Regions from separate parts of the Mus musculus genome. Here regions 1 and 3 are each linked to region 2. The links are chromatin contacts, called in public HiCAR-type and HiChIP or PLAC-seq maps. All regions are on one chromosome and are shown on one strand. The core of a region is the stretch at or near the end of the contact, and the rest is flanking DNA. Distances in the headings are between cores, read along the strand shown.

What was found. HiCAR-type assays count read pairs that join an accessible place to other places. HiChIP or PLAC-seq counts read pairs in DNA pulled down with a chosen protein or histone mark.
Region 1: a HiCAR-type map of kidney shows a contact between it and region 2, with 2.3 times the contacts expected there. The contact joins the promoter of Selenbp2 here to the promoter of Rorc in region 2. A contact is called at or near these places in 1 of 39 promoter capture datasets (embryonic stem cells), 2 of 115 datasets of contacts at active chromatin or transcription factors (kidney and pancreatic cancer cells) and 2 of 9 other capture datasets (adipose tissue and embryonic stem cells).
Region 3: a contact with region 2 is called in an HNF4G HiChIP or PLAC-seq map of pancreatic cancer cells. The contact joins the enhancer-like site here to the promoter of Rorc in region 2. A contact is called at or near these places in 2 of 39 promoter capture datasets (embryonic stem cells and hippocampal neurons), 2 of 15 datasets of contacts at CTCF or cohesin (embryonic stem cells and stem cell-derived epiblast-like cells), 5 of 484 Hi-C or Micro-C datasets (differentiating embryonic stem cells and embryonic stem cells), 2 of 115 datasets of contacts at active chromatin or transcription factors (embryonic basal ganglia and pancreatic cancer cells) and 4 of 9 other capture datasets (adipose tissue, embryonic stem cells, liver and 1 more).

What each region holds. Positions count from the first base shown.
Region 1 is chr3:94,691,580-94,696,545 of GRCm38.p6, reverse strand. Selenbp2 (selenium binding protein 2) reads right to left here and starts at 2,973. Exons shown (of 12, transcript NM_019414.2): 1 at 2,884-2,973. The coding sequence starts at 2,887.
Region 2 is chr3:94,369,568-94,374,614 of GRCm38.p6, reverse strand. Rorc (RAR-related orphan receptor gamma) reads right to left here and starts at 1,821. Exons shown (of 11, transcript NM_011281.3): 1 at 1,684-1,821. The coding sequence starts at 1,723. It overlaps Gm38411 (a long non-coding RNA gene), which reads left to right and starts at 3,592. Exons shown (of 3, transcript XR_867461.1): 1 at 3,592-4,786.
Region 3 is chr3:94,801,330-94,806,088 of GRCm38.p6, reverse strand. No RefSeq gene overlaps it. Among named protein-coding and RNA genes, the nearest start is that of Cgn, 17 kb to the right of the region's middle. Within about 2 kb of position 1,723, at least 58 of the 459 cell types and tissues checked have an H3K27ac peak or open chromatin away from gene starts, as enhancers often do. A contact at or near this core is called in adipose tissue and pancreatic cancer cells, where this site is marked.

The sequences.
Region 1 (4,966 bases), core at 1,724-4,223, 320 kb before region 2:
TGTGTCCTCAGTAATCATAACACTGACTTCGATTCCTGCCGTAGCCTACCTGGCCAGTCTTGGGCAGAACTTGGGCAAATTATCTAACTCAGTTTCCAGTTTGTATGTGAAGAAGAGATAATGAGAGCACCACAGGGGGATGGGCACACGGCCTTAGGGAGGCAGAAGCAGCATGAGTTCAACACTAGCCTTGCTACATAGCAAAAACTGATTTAGGGCTCATGCCTTTAATGCTTTTAATCCCAGCAAGCAGAGGCAGGTGGAGATCCGCAAGTTCAAGGCCAGCCAGGTCTACATAGTTTTGGGGCAGTCAGGGTTACATAGAAAGACCCTGTCTCAAAAAAGCAAAAGTGAGCTAGGAAGGCTCAGCAATTCAATTCCCAGCTACCAGCAAGCACAGAGTTCAGCTCTGGGGAGGTCAGATGCCTCTGACCTCTGAGGGCTGCACCACTCACCAGCGCATACACACACACACACACACACACACACACACACACACACACACACAGACACACACTAAATCTTAAAATCAAACGACCCACCGAGGGAAGCTGCTCAGTGATAGAGCACTTGCCTATCATTGGAAGGTTTTTGGTTCAACATGATAAAACAAAATCCCGGAGGGGCCTCTGTGAGACCTAAACCAAGTAGGCAGCCTTCTGAGGTCTGTTCTGAGGAGCAGCCCTCGAGAATGGGAAGGCTGCATCTTCCACCAAATTCAGCCAGAGCAGGACCCAGAAACTTCCTCCATCCAGCTGGGGTCCTGAGCTGGGTTGCTGGTCACACTCAGGATTACACAATCAATCCAAAGCCAGGGAGTGTGTGTATTTGGTCAAGACTGATGCCAGGCCGGGCTTAGTGGCGCATGCCTTTAATCCCAGCACTTGGGAGGCAGAGACAGGCGGATTTCTGTGTTCGAGGCCAGCCTGGTCTATAAAGTGAGTTCCAGGACAGCCAGGGCTACACAGAGAAACCCTGTCTTGAAAAACCAAAAAAAGAAAAAAAGAAAAGAAAAGAAAAAAGAAAAAAAAGACTGATGCCAGTTGTGTGTCCTTAGGCTTCTTTCTATTTTCCTAGTGATCACAGCTATAGGGAGAGGCCCTTCCGGACCCTACAGTCTGACAAGACAGTTGCCAAGATTCCAGCTTTTTGAGTGTGGGCCAGACTCTGGAGGTTGAACAGGCTCATGTAGGTTGAAAGAAATTCTGAAGTGGAGCTCACAGGCCTGTGCTCTGCCCCTGCCCTGACCCAGGTCCACAAGCAGGCCCGAGAGAGGTTAGAGACATGGTTCAGGCTAAGAGCAATGACTGCTCTTATGAAGACCCCAGATTTGATTCACAGCATCCACATGGTGGTCAAGAACTGTAACTCCAGCCGGGCGTGGTAGCGCACGCCTTTGATCCTAGCACTCAGGAGGCAGAGGCAGGTAGATTTCTGAGTTCGAGGCCAGCCTGGTCTACAGAGTCAGTTCCAGGACAGCCAGAGCTATACAGAGAAACCCTGTGAACTGTAACTCCAGCTCCAGGAGATCTAACACGCTCTCTGGCCTCACACACATCAAGTAAACATGTAAGGAAATAATAAGGAAGCCTCAAGGCCAGAGCAGCCTCTTCTGCACCCAGGAGATCCACATCGAGAAGGTATACGAAGTAGGGAAGCAGTAACAGTGTTGGAGTTGGGGAGCCCGATCTCCCCAAGATCCTTCTGCCTCAGTCTCCTTAGCACTGAGGTGACAGGCATGAGCCACCACACACTGACTTAAAGGGGTGCAACACATGAAGCCCAGCACTCAAGAGGCAGAGGCCAGAGGATCTCTGTCAGCCTGATCTACATACAGTGAGTTCCAGATCAGCCAGAGCTACATAGTGAGACCCTGTCTCAGAAACCAACCAACCAACCAACCAACCACAAACAAACAACCCTAACAACAATAACAACAACAACAAATTCTGTTCTAGGACTCAAGAAATGGCTCAGGGGTGAAGAACACACCCATGGAACTCAGAACTGTCTGACACCTTCTTCTGGCCCCAGTTGGCACTAGATACGTATGTGCTACACATGAACATACAGAAATGTTCATAAAATAAAAACATCATTAAGAAGAGGAGAAAAGTGGAGGAGGTTTATCCCACCACCCAAGGCTTGGTCCAGGCTGCTAGGTCGCCTGGGGCACCATCTTTCTCTGTGTGGCATCCTCCAGTCGTAAGCATTTTAAGCAAGGTCTATGACATTTTGAGTTTGGGGAACCCAGGCAAAGTTCAAGTGGATTTTCTGTGCCAGGATGGCCACTGGTCTTTCTACTAGCCCAGGGAAGAGCCAGCAATAAGGGGAGCAGGGCCTCAACATTCCTTCTGAAACCCAGACTCTCAGACTGATACCCAGGAGCTCGCAGGCAAAAGGATAAGAGGGCTGTGGGACTTGGGAGGGGCGCAGAATCAGGCCCTCAGTGCGCTAGTGTGGCTGCCCCTGACTTCCCCCATTGACTGGTGATATGAAGCAGCTTGAGAGATCCAGGCTGTGATGATTGTTCTTTTGTAACACCCGCCCCCCCAACCCATTGACCCCGTGCTAAAACCAGAATCATATATTTACGAGGGTGACAAGCTGCACTGCCCCTGCCCCTTCCCCTACCGAGGTTGGGTAGGATTCACAAACCACCATTTCTGGCGGTCCCTTTCTGTTCCTTAGAACTTAGGCCAGGCTGAAAAATAGTGTGCATGAAGTTTTCACTTGAGCTGCTATGTGCATGTCTGCAGGGTAGGAACAAGAGTCCAACTCTTTCGTCACTGTCTGCCTCACAGTTCCGGGTCATTTCCTGGAAGGAGGAGGACCCTCCAAACTACAGGCAGCCTACACATGGTTTGAGAGCCTTTTCCTTACCCATGCTGCTGGCTGGCTGACACTCGGGTCCTGCAGGATTTGCCAGGAATGAGCAGAGGCTCAGCAGAGACCAGTGCTGGTATTAAGTGCAGACTGCACAGGTAAGGGGCAAAAGGAGGGAATTTATGCATCTAATTGGGGGAGAGGTGGAGCAAGGGGAGGGACCTGGCTGCCTTCCAGGGTAAACTATAAAGGGCAGCTAACCAGGAAGCTGTCAAGTGGCCTGGCTGTTCAAATTACAGGGTGTGTGTGTGCACACACGCACACTTGTGCACAGGTGTGCACATATGTACGTGTATATACACATGCAAAAAACATCTGAGCCATTAGTGGGTACTTTGGTCTGTATTAAGTTTGTGTGCCTGTGTAGCCTTCTCCTGTGGGTTCCTATCCATGTGCCTTTATGTTTGTGTATGCACAGGTGTGAATTTGTATGTGCTTCCGCCTGGACGTGTATATGCCTGTGTGTGCCCATGTGAGCAGGAACCGTGTGAGAGGAGTGTTTATATGTATGCATTCACATGTTCCTGTGACTTCAAATGCTCGTTTATGTGTCTGGCCATGCCCATGGACATTTCAGGGTACCCACGGTTGAGGACCTGTTTGTTCCCACTGCTGCATCGAAAGCCAGCTTTCTCTGATGATTGTCCTCTTCTTCTAGACATTCATGCTCCAAAAAACAGTTCTGATCACCCAGACCCCTCCCCCAGGCCTTTCCACAGCAGCTGCCCACAGAGCCAAGGCTGAGGGGTGAGCCTAGGTCCCACTTTCCCCAGAACCACTATGAGCCTTGAGCTTTGAAGTGGGAGAAAGCCTAGTGTTTGCTATTACTGCCAATTTCCCTCAGAAACCCCAGGAGGTGAAAGTGAACTAACTCCCCCTCACCACAGAGTCTGCTGCCCTGAGGGGCTGGATGCAGGGTCAGAGAGGAAATCAACAGATGCTACTGTCCCCAATTGGGTGGCGACAGAAAATGTTCAGGGGCACTCCTTGTCTTGGGGTGGGTCCTCTAGCTTGAAGAGTAAGTGTCTGCTCAGGTTGTTAAGCCTGTGGCTGTAATATACATCAGTAAATCATTGCTTGCTGAAGAACTCTTTCTTTTTTTCAGTAATTTATTTATTTTTATTCACTTTGCATCCGGATTGAAGCCCCCCTCCCCCTCCTCTCCACCCAGTCCTGCCCTTATAAATCCCTCCCCCTGTTACTCCCTCCCCTTCTCCGAGGAGAAGGGGAAGCCTCCCCACAACCTTGGGTCACCCCATCCTGGGACATCTAGTCCCAACAGGATTAGACATATCCTCTCTCACTGAGGCCCATTAACAGGGCTCCTCAAAGCTAGGCTGAGGCCTGATCCTGTTAACCCCGTGCAGGGCTGCCCTTCACCTAGGAAAGTGTGGGTTTGAAGGGCTCAGCAGGAGGACTATGTAACCCTCTCTCCCATGGAGCCCGGGCTGCCACTGTCCTCAGTGTGAGGTGCTTGCCCAGGGAAGGCTCCTGTCCACACACTTCAGGGAATCCAACTGTCGGTAGACACTACTTTCATCTTAGATAAAAGCTCTGAAGTGAGCACACCTTTAATCCCAGCACTCAGGAGGCAGAGGCAGGTGGATTTCTGATTTCGAGGCCAGCCTGGTCTACAGAGTGAGTTCCAGGACAGCCAGGGCTATACAGAGAAACCCTGTCTCGAAAAAAAAAAAGCTCTGAAGTGAGGCTCTCATTGAATAGGGAAATGGGTAACATGGGCTCAAGATAACCACCAGAAGAAATCACTCTAGGTACAGTTATGATAGAGAGAAGGGCTATGGTGGCAGGGTTGGAGCTCACGTGACACATTTTAAGCCACCTTTTACTTCTAAAGGAAGAAGCTAGCCCAGCCTGAGAGGAGTTTCTCTGGATTAACTCACCGCATAGAGTATCAGATGTAAATGTATTTTGTGGAAGGGAAGAAAGGAAGGTGTGTGTTGCAGGGTGTGTGTGTGTGTGTGTGTGTGTGTGTGTGCGCGCGCAAAACAGGGCTCAGTGCACTGGTCACCTTCCTTCAGAAGTCTGTCAGAAAGGTCATTTCCCCAACATAAAGTTCCCC
Region 2 (5,047 bases), core at 572-3,071:
GAGACAGAGCCTCTGTCTGTCTTGTTCAGCTTGTTGCTCTGGGGAACAGCAAGAACCCTCTAGTATCTGGTGCATTTGACGTACACACATATTCTGCACCCAGAGGGAATGCAGTCTTTTGGTTGCTTATCTGTGCCTGAAAGCAAGAGGGAGCTGCAGAGGTGTGGGGCTGGGAGTGCATGGGGAGGGTGGGCGAAGAGGAAGACAAGGAGGGCCGAGCTGCAGATAGACCCTCTCTGGCCGCCACTGTGCTTCACCTGCCCACAAGCCTGCAGAGGGAAGATCCCTTTGCCTTGCTGCTTTGCTCGTGGATGGGTCTGGGTGGAGATCAGACAGGAGGAGGCACCCCATGGTTCGTGGAGGTTTACAGAGATGCTCTGCTGTCCAGGGGAGCAGCAGCTGAGGGGAGAGTCATGGTTACTGCATAGTTACAGGGCTGTTTACATATCTGGGATGAAATCAGCATGCAGTCAGTATTTGGGAAACACCTAGAGAGGGAGCCCTTGGCAAAAGAGGCCGCAACCCATTTCCTATATCCAGGGTGCCTAGGGCCAGTCTTCTGTTCCAGAAAGCCCATTAGCCCTGTCTGTAATGTCCCTAACCTTTGATTCCTTTCTGTTACTTTTTGCCTTCTGCTGTCCAAGCCTGGCACACATGTCCTGTCCCTCCTTCACTGTCCCTCTGCCAGGAGATGCACTCTGCAGCCAGGCTTCCTGCATTTCATTGCCGTGATAGTAAATGGGGCCTGGTAGCCTGTTCCCCGGGTGGGGGAGGGGAAGGTCTGCCCAGAGAGGGTGTGGCTTCATGCCATGCCCACCTCCCTGCTAATCCTGTCTGGCCCTACTCAGTTTCCTCCCTGACGTGGCACCCTTGTCCAGCCTCCAACTTTGCAATTCAGAGCAGTCTTGCATGGGGACACTCCCCTTGTTGGCCCCCACTCCCACTCCCACCCCGGAGCCTTTCTCTAGTGGCCCTAGAAGCTGGCACTTCTGTCGTTCACTCTCTCTAGGTTCCCAGCTGACAAGCATGGGAGGGAGGGAGGGGATGTCCTGTTCTGAAGGGCTCCCTCCTCACTCCATCGGGGGACTGTTCCCCAGTTCCTTTCTGTGCTCCACAGGTGCCTCACACAGCAAAGATAAAACTCCGTGCTCGGACCAGCTTGAAGGAAAGCGTGGGACTGCTGGGCTAGAGCAGCTGGCATGGTGCAACTGCATCTTCTCTCCCAGGTCCCCCACCCCCAGCCCCTGCGCCAGAACGGCAGCCACTTGTGAATGAATAGGAAGGCGGAGAGTCACCCTTCCAGCCGCTGCTGCCCAGGGTTCTGTGGCAGGCAGGGAGGGGCCTGCTCACACCTGGGAGCCAGCCCCATTCCCATCCTCTCGATCAAGCCTCCCTAACACAGCTCCTCCCTCCTGCCCCCACTCCAACCTGTCTCTTCCTTCTTGCCCTCCCCGTCTTCCCAGGTCTCCTGCTGTTACCCTAGGCCCTCTTCCTGTCCCCCCCCTACAGTTATGTAAAGACTCGGTCCTACCTCACCGCTTTGCTCTGTCTGCCAGTCCATCTCCCCTCTGCTCACCTCTCTTCTCCCCAGTTCTTTCTTTCCCAGTCTCTTCGCCTCCCTCCCCTCCTCTGAGCCCCCTGACAGTCCCTTCCACCTGCCTGCAGGGCTTTAGGGTCTCTTACCCCGAGATGTCCGGTGGTGTCTCTGTGGGGCCCTGTCCATGGGGTAGCTCCCTTGGTGCCGTCCTTGCTGCCCTGGCTGCCCAGGAGGGCAGGGAGCAGGGCCCAAGGGAGGGAGGAGGGAAGAGGGAGGGAGCACCTGGCCCGTCAGCAGGCAGGGGAAAGGAGTGGCTGGCAGAGTGTCCTGGCACAGGAGGGGACTCAGGGAGAGAGCAGTGGACCAGTGTCTGGAGTCTTGAGGAAAAACAGGTGAAAGGGAGCTAGTACTTATTAATTACCTACTGTATGCTGAGTTTTTGCCAGGCCTTGTAGGTAAATCAGAATTTTTTTGTTTGTTTTTTGGAATCCCACATGATAACCCCCTACAGGCACGAGTGATTATTCATAATCATGAACCAATTGCTGCCCAGAATAGAAAAGACTTGCCAGGAATTCACAAGGGCAATTCGTGATTGAGTTGAGATTTGAACCTGGTCTCTGTAACTTTTTTAGGACAGGTGACAGAATAGCAAGAAAGGGAGGCAGGAAGAGTGAAGAGAAAAGACAGCCTCTGTGTGTGTGTGTGTGTGTGTGTGTGTGCACTCTGATCTCCAGGATGGGATCAGATATACTTCCCTGCAGCTTGGGTTCCCCCAGCACATGTCTTGCTTTGCCTCTCTCTAACTCCATGCTGCCCACCTCTGGATTTTCCAGGCTTCTAGATGCTTCCCATACTTCTGGTGTGGTGGGGGGAGGTGTGGAGGAGGAAGAGCAAATTGAGAGGTGAGGGGTGTTGGAGGGAGAGCAGAAGAGAGCAACTGCACTGGACCAACAAGTTGAGAGGAGGGAATCCTCCCCCCTCCTCCCGGTTCTCCCTTCCCCCTCCCCCACGACCCCGTAATTCTGTTCACATAAAGGCCTGCACTGGAGTCTGAGAAGGACCAAGAGCCAAGACTTCTGTGAATATTGGATGCCTCAGTTCGGCATGTCCTCTGCCCAGAGTTTGATTAGCTGTGCCTGGCTTTCCTGCTTACCCAACAACCGCTGGCTAGGGGCCAGGCTGGGAGCAGGAGGCTCCCAACCCCTCCTCCTGCTTTCTCCAGCTGGTAAACAGCAGGGCAGGAGCCGGCCACGCCAGGGCCTCGTGACTCGCCCACTCCCTCCACCTGGTGCACGTGGCACCTGGCGTGGAGAGGGCAGGCAGCTGTCCCTTCGCTCCCAGCATTCCATTCTCCACCGTTGGCCCTCCGTGGAGCTTCACACTGTGCAACCAGTAGCACCCAGTGCTCTAGGGAGCTGAGTCTCCTAAGAGTCAGAGACAAAGATTAGGAGGAATAGCCGTTCTTAGCCCCAGGGAGACTGAAAAGTGTAGGGGTGTAGGGTGACTTTTGAGGGCCTTTGAGGCTTTGACTAGTCCTAAGTCCTTTATATGTATACATATATGTGTGTGTCTGTATAGGTGGGTGTGTGTACACGTGTGAGTGTGCATGTCTGTGGAGGATAGAGATTAAAATTTGATGTCTGCCTCAATTACCTTTTACCTTTTTGTTTTGTTTTGTTTTGTTTTGTTTTTTTGAGACAGGGTCTCCCATGGAACGGAGAACTCGCCATCTTGGTTAGCCAGATTGGCAAGTGATTTCTAGGGTTTCTACGACCCCATTGTTGAGACTACAAGTACCTACCTACCTATCTACCACTGTACCCATTTTGTGATGTGGGTTCTGGGGGATTAAACCTTGACCCTTGGGTAGGAGAGATGGCTCAGTGGTTAAGAGCACTGACTGCTCTTCCAGAGGTCCTGAGTTCAATTCCCAGCAACCACATGGTGGCTCACAACCATCTGTAATGGGATCTGATGCCCTCTTCTGGTGTGTCTGAAGAGAGTGATAGTGTGCTCATATACATAAAATAAATAAATCTTAAAAAACAAAAACCAAAAAACCAAAAAACCCCCCAAAACCCTTGACCCCAGTGTGTTTGTGGCAGTACTCCACTGACTAGGTCATCTCTGACTTCACGGTCTTTGGTGGTAAACAGGCCCATGTATACTGTTCTTCTCAAAACACAATGCCAATCTGGAGAGCTTTGAAAAGAGGCAAAGTGATGGCACCCCTACCTAGGAACAGAGTCAGAAAGAGGCTTCTGGAAAGGTTAGGGCACTCAAAGGATGGGGACCTTAATGGCCTGCCTCTATCCCAGAGCTATCCCCTCCTGCTCTTCTGTGCTCCTATCTGCCCATCACTGCTCAGTTTTCTGTGCCTCACCAGCTCGCTTTCATCTCCCTTAGTTATTGTTCTTCTTTCTTCTTTTCACTTATCTTTTTTTAATAGTATGGGTGTTTTGCCTGCATGTTTATTTGTGCACCATTTGTGTGTTTGGTTCACTATGCAGGAAAGAAAAAGATATCAGGTGCCCTGGAACTGGAGTCATACATGACTGTGAGCCACTGTGTGGATGCTGGGAATTGAACCTGGGTTCTTCTGGAAGAGCAGCCTGTGCTCTTAACTGCTGAACCCCGCCCCTCCTCTCATTTTCCTAGGGTGACCTCCAACTCACAACATTGCCTTGGGTGTGCTGGGGTTACAGACCTGCATCGCTGACCAGGTCCTTTTCTCTTGGTGATTATGGGTCTTAAGACCTTCCAGATGACCCCTCCCTCAAGCTAGAGGCACAGGGTGGAGGCCCCTAGGGATGCTTTCAGATGCCACACAGTATGGCAGTGGCAGACACTGCCTGGCACTGTCAGAATGACTGTGAGGGCTCAGGAAGCGACCGGGTCCTGGCTTGAGAGTGGCTTTCTTCTAAGCTACTCTTTCATTTCAGCATTCGAGACCTTCATTCCTACGTGTTGCTAAGATGATCTCACTCAGTAGTCCAAGATGGCCTTGAACATTCATGGCTATCCAGTTCCTTCAGCCTTCTGAGGGCTGGGATTACAGGCATCATCCTACCCAGCTTTTGGCCCTGCCTCCAGCATGGGGGGGTGGGTGATTAGGGTGGGGTTCCCTATTCAGACTGATACTGCCACCAGAGAGTTCTCTGTGCTTCCAGCTATCAGGAGATCACGCCCACAGGAGGAACTGTTCCAACAGCTTCAACTATTTGTTCCTCCCACAGTGGCCATAGGGTGAGTGTACAGCTGTCATCCAGTGTGACCTTGGGATTTACCGGGCTGGTAAAGCTCAGAGTAGGTTGTGGTGATTATGCCCCCTGGGTGTTCTTGCCTGACCCCCACCCCCACCCCCAGCTCCCCACCCCTGGCTTGCTGTAACCAAGGCTCTTTTCTGTAGGAACAGTGCTTTCTAAAGCAGAGCAGGGGCTATTTCCTCCTCAAATACATTCTTTTTTTTCTTTTTTTTTTTATTAGGTATTTTCCTCGTTTACATTT
Region 3 (4,759 bases), core at 474-2,973, 430 kb before region 2:
TGTCAGGGGTTGGGGGTAAGAATGCATATGCATGTAGGTGCCTTTAGAAGCCAGATGAGGTATCTGTAGTTACAGGCAGTCTGTGAGCTGCTAAATGTAGGTACTGGGACCCAAATTCCTTCCTCATGATTGAGCAGCAAGCCCTTTTAATCACTGAGCCATCTTTTCAGCACTGGCTTGGTTTTTATTATTAATACCATCATTTTTTGTTTGATATTTATGGTGTTTTACTTTCATGTATGCTTGTGCACCACATGCGTGCCTGGTGCCTTCAGAGACCACAAGAGGGCACTGAATCAGATGGAACTGTGGTGGGTACTTTATAAACGTGAACTGAATGAGTGGCTAAATCTATGTTGTCAGCTGATAAATCTATTCTGGTGAACTCATAGGCCTTTGCCATCTTATTATTATAGTTGATTTTGTTATTAGATTTTACTTTAGATTTTATTTACTTTATTATATGCATGTTTTGCCTGTGTGTATATCTGCATATATATATATATATATATACATACATATATACATACACTATATATATACATATACACACATACACACACTATATAGATATAGATATAGATAGATATAGATATAGATATAGATATAGATATAGATATAGATATAGATATAGATATAGTGTGTGTGCGTGTGTGCCTGTATGTATGTATGTATGTATGCCATGTATGTGCTTGATCCCCTGGGAAATCAGTCAGAAGAGGGCATCAGGTCCCCTGGAACTGGAGTCCCAGACTCTAGGTTGTGAGCTTCCATATGGTTCTAAGAAGTGAGCCTGAGAAGCAGCATGAACAACAGAACCAATTCCCCAGGCCCTCTGACTCCACTCAGTAGCCCAGGCTGCTCTAATTCACAGCTGTCCTCTGGTATTACAGATGTGAGCCACAGTGCCCATCTGGGTTTCCTAATTGGTAGTCTCTGGTATAATTCCAAGCAAAGAGTCACTCCTCACATTTGGGTGATTGAGGGCTGTGAGAAGTGGAGACAAGAACTCTGGGTTAGAGAGGTGACACGCTGGGGAAGCCCGTGCACCTACTTTGTGCCCTAATCAGAGATGAGACAGGCAGGCGCAGAGACCCGGAGAAAGTGGGAGACAGACTTGGTTTATGGATGAGAGGCCAGGATTGACAGAGTTGTCTTGATTTAGAAGCCAAAGTAGAAAGTATGAACGTGAATGAACCCCTGAGGGAGAGGAGCCAGGGACAGAGGAAAGACCTTCCCCACGGTTAGGGAACAGGGAAGAAACACCCAGTTCAGGGGAGGTCATGGGCCTGGTGAAGATTATAGAGCCCGCAGCAGTGGCAAAGGCAAGGAGAAAAGAGGATACACAGGTGGGAATAACCCACAAGTTACCGACGGGCAGCATCAAGAGTCTAACTTTTAGTTTCCTCACAGAAAGAAGCACAAGAACTTAATTCAGGCGGGCGAAACGCACTGTTTTGACTTCTGCTCCACACCCTGAGCCTGAAACAGTGTGGCACCAGGTAGCAGCAATTTATTAAATACGGCTGAATCGTGGCGAAGAACAGGACTTCAATCTAGATGCTAGAAGGATAGGCCGGCAGGACAAAGGAGCTCCTGTTTTCTCCTCGCCACGGGGAATGTTGAAATAGCAAAGACCTCACGCCTAATAACCTCAAGCAAGAAGCAGAGCTACTGGGGAGCCAAGGGCAGGAATCTCTCCAGCTTCCACACTGAGTAGCCGCTGCTAGCTGGCCCAGAATCCCCACTGAGCTCAGCCCTCTGCATTCCCGCTGAGCCCTGTGTTCAGTGAAGAGAGAGAGCCAACCGTGTAGTGACAAGATTGCTGTTAATGAGCTAGTGAGCACCTGCCAAGCGGGTGGGTAGCACGTTAGTTTTCTTTCCTGACTACTTTCGCAGAATTTTTTTTTTTTTTGTAAGTGACTCATCTTGTTTCATTACTCATAGTACAAATTTGTGAGCTAATAAGAGGTCAAAACTCAGGGAAAACAGATCCACCCTGTACCTCCAAATTCTACAATTGCTATCTTGCCTGTAGGAGGGATTCCATAGATGTATACACACATGGGAACTTTCCCACAGTACACTTTACATTTGAAGCTGTACCATTTGTCAAACATACTTTAATAAGCTATTTTCCAAAAAGAAAAAAAATTCCCAGTAAAAATTTTAAATCACACAACTTAGATATTTAATTTATATATGCTTATTTGTATATAAAATTCATCTAATTCATGTTTGTACTCAAATAAATTTGTTTTGAAATAAGATTTTTTTTATCCCCGTTCTGGTGCAAAGGAAGAAAGCCAGGGCCTCTCCCACGATACACAGTGCTCTACCTCTAAACTACATCATAGCTCTAAAATCAAGAGATTATTTTCAGGGAAAACAAAGGAAAGCCCAGAGAGACAAGACATAAAGCACGCCATTGTGGAATTTCTAGACATTCTAGGATAAGAACCTCTCCCTTTTCTGAGAACCAAAGGAGAAAAGTATTTTGTTAGTGGGGTTGAGAACTTTTGCAAACTTTTTGTTATTTTTATTTAACTGGTCTTTGTCTTGAATCTGCAGAAAACCCTCCTGGTTACAGCCCAAGGAAGGGATGACTTTCTCCTGGGAAAGCCGGAAACTCTGCATCCCTTTCTGCTGTCCCAGGACTCCATTGCTCTAGGTGTGCTATAGGATGTGAAAGACCAGGGTGGCCCACCCACTTTCTAGAAGAATCCAGGCCCCAGTTCCCAGTTTCTCTGCATCTAGAATGTAGCAAGCAATCAGAACTCCACAGAGGAAAGCTTCACAGGACTTTCTGAAGAGTGTTGGAAATCTTCTCCCCAAATTTAATCACCAGTGGCCAAGCTTTAACAACTCCTGGTTGGGTCTCCATCATTGCAGTCTTTGGGGTTTGATAACAGACCACAAACACAAACACTTCTGGGTTCTGTTTCAAATCCTAGAGACAAGTTGGTTGAGGTGGTGGTTCTTCTTCTTCTTCTTCTTCTTCTTCTTCTTCTTCTTCTTCTTCTTCTTCTTCTTCTTCTTCTTCTTCTTCCTTCTTCTTCTTCTTCTTCTTCTTCTTCTTCTTCTTCTTCTTCTTCTTCTTCCTTCTTCCTCTTCCTCTTCCTCTTCTTCCTTTTCTTCTCCTCCTCCTTTCTTTTCTCCTTCTCCTAGATTTATTGTGTATGTGATATGTCTGTACATCACATACAATGAAGTGCCCAAAGAAGCCAGAGGCCAGAAGAGCACATCAGATCCTTTGGAACTGGAGTTACAGATGATGGTGTATTGCAGTTGTGGTAAAAACTGTACTCAGGTCCTCTGCAAGAGAAGTCAGTGTTCCAGACTGAGCAGTGGGAGTGCACACCTTTAATCCCAGCACTTGGGAGGCAGAGGCAGGCGGATTTGAGTTCGACGTCAGCCTGGTCTACAGAGTGAGTTCCAGGACAGCCAGGGCTATACCCTGTCTCAAAAAAACAAAACAAAAAGGAGGAGGAGGGGGGGGGAGAAGAAGAAGAAGAAGAAGAAGAAGAAGAAGAAGAAGAAGAAGAAGAAGAAGAAGAAGAAGAAGAAGAAGAAGAAGAAGCAGCAGCAGCTAGTGTTCCTAACGGTTGAGCCATTTCTCCACTCCAGCCTGGCTGCTCTTGCACACCCCAAAACAAAAAGCTCTCCTATTAAAGGGGCAGGGGGTTAGGTCATGCACTTGTGTATTTATTTGTGGGAGGAGATATGCCACCACATACATGTGAAGGGCAGAGGACAAGCTGTAGGTGTTGGTTCTCTCCTTCCACTGTGTGGGTCCTAGGGATCAAACTCAGGCCGTCCAACTGAGGTCATCAGGTTTGGCAGCTGAGCGCCTTAACTTTTTGCATTGTTGCTTACTTTGGTTTTTGAAGTAGGGTCTCATGCTGTAGGTCAGCCTAATCTCACACTTGTACCAATCCTCCTGCCTCAGTCTCCTGAAAGCTGGGATTAGGCATGCCCTACTGCTTCTCGGTTTTGACTTGAAATTCAAAGTCTTGAGAGTTTCAGCTGCCTGAGGAGGTGGGTAATAAGTCAATATTTACTTTGTACACTGGAGTGGTGAGCTTTATGTAGCTCATTCATGATTGTGGAGGATAAACTGAGCTCTAGGAAAAACTAACTTCTTCAATCAACAGGCCTAAACGACAAGAGGCACGGGCCAAAGGTGCCTGTCATTATCTTCCCGTCTTTCAGGCTTTGTCTCAAAGCCACCTCCACAGAGGAACACCCTACCCAACCCCCACCTCTACATCTGGTCCTCCTGATCTTACTCTTTAAAGATACTTTTATTGCTGTTATCAGCCTCTGAATATATTTATTAATCTACCTGTGGTTTTTGTTTTGCTTTTTATAATACAGTCTCCATGTGACATCCCCGCCCCTCTCCGAGTTTGAGGTCAGTGAGGGCTAAATAGTGAGACCTCTCTCTCTCTCTCTCTCTCTCACACACACACACACACACCATATCACAGAGTGGGGAGGGGAGAAGAGCAAGAGGAAGAAGAACAAGAAGAGAAAGAAAGAAAAAGAAGAGGCAGAGGCAGGAGGAGGAGGAGGAGGAGGAAGAGGAGAAGAAGAACAAAGTTGTTCTTGAAAGGAGCTAGCATTGAACTTGTCATGATTGTCCTGCCTGAGCCTCTTGTGATGTGATTACAGGTTGCACCACCACACAACCAGGAACTGAGGTCTTACCTTCTGTATCACAACAATAATGTAAAATGGTGTCCTCCAAAAGCTGTCA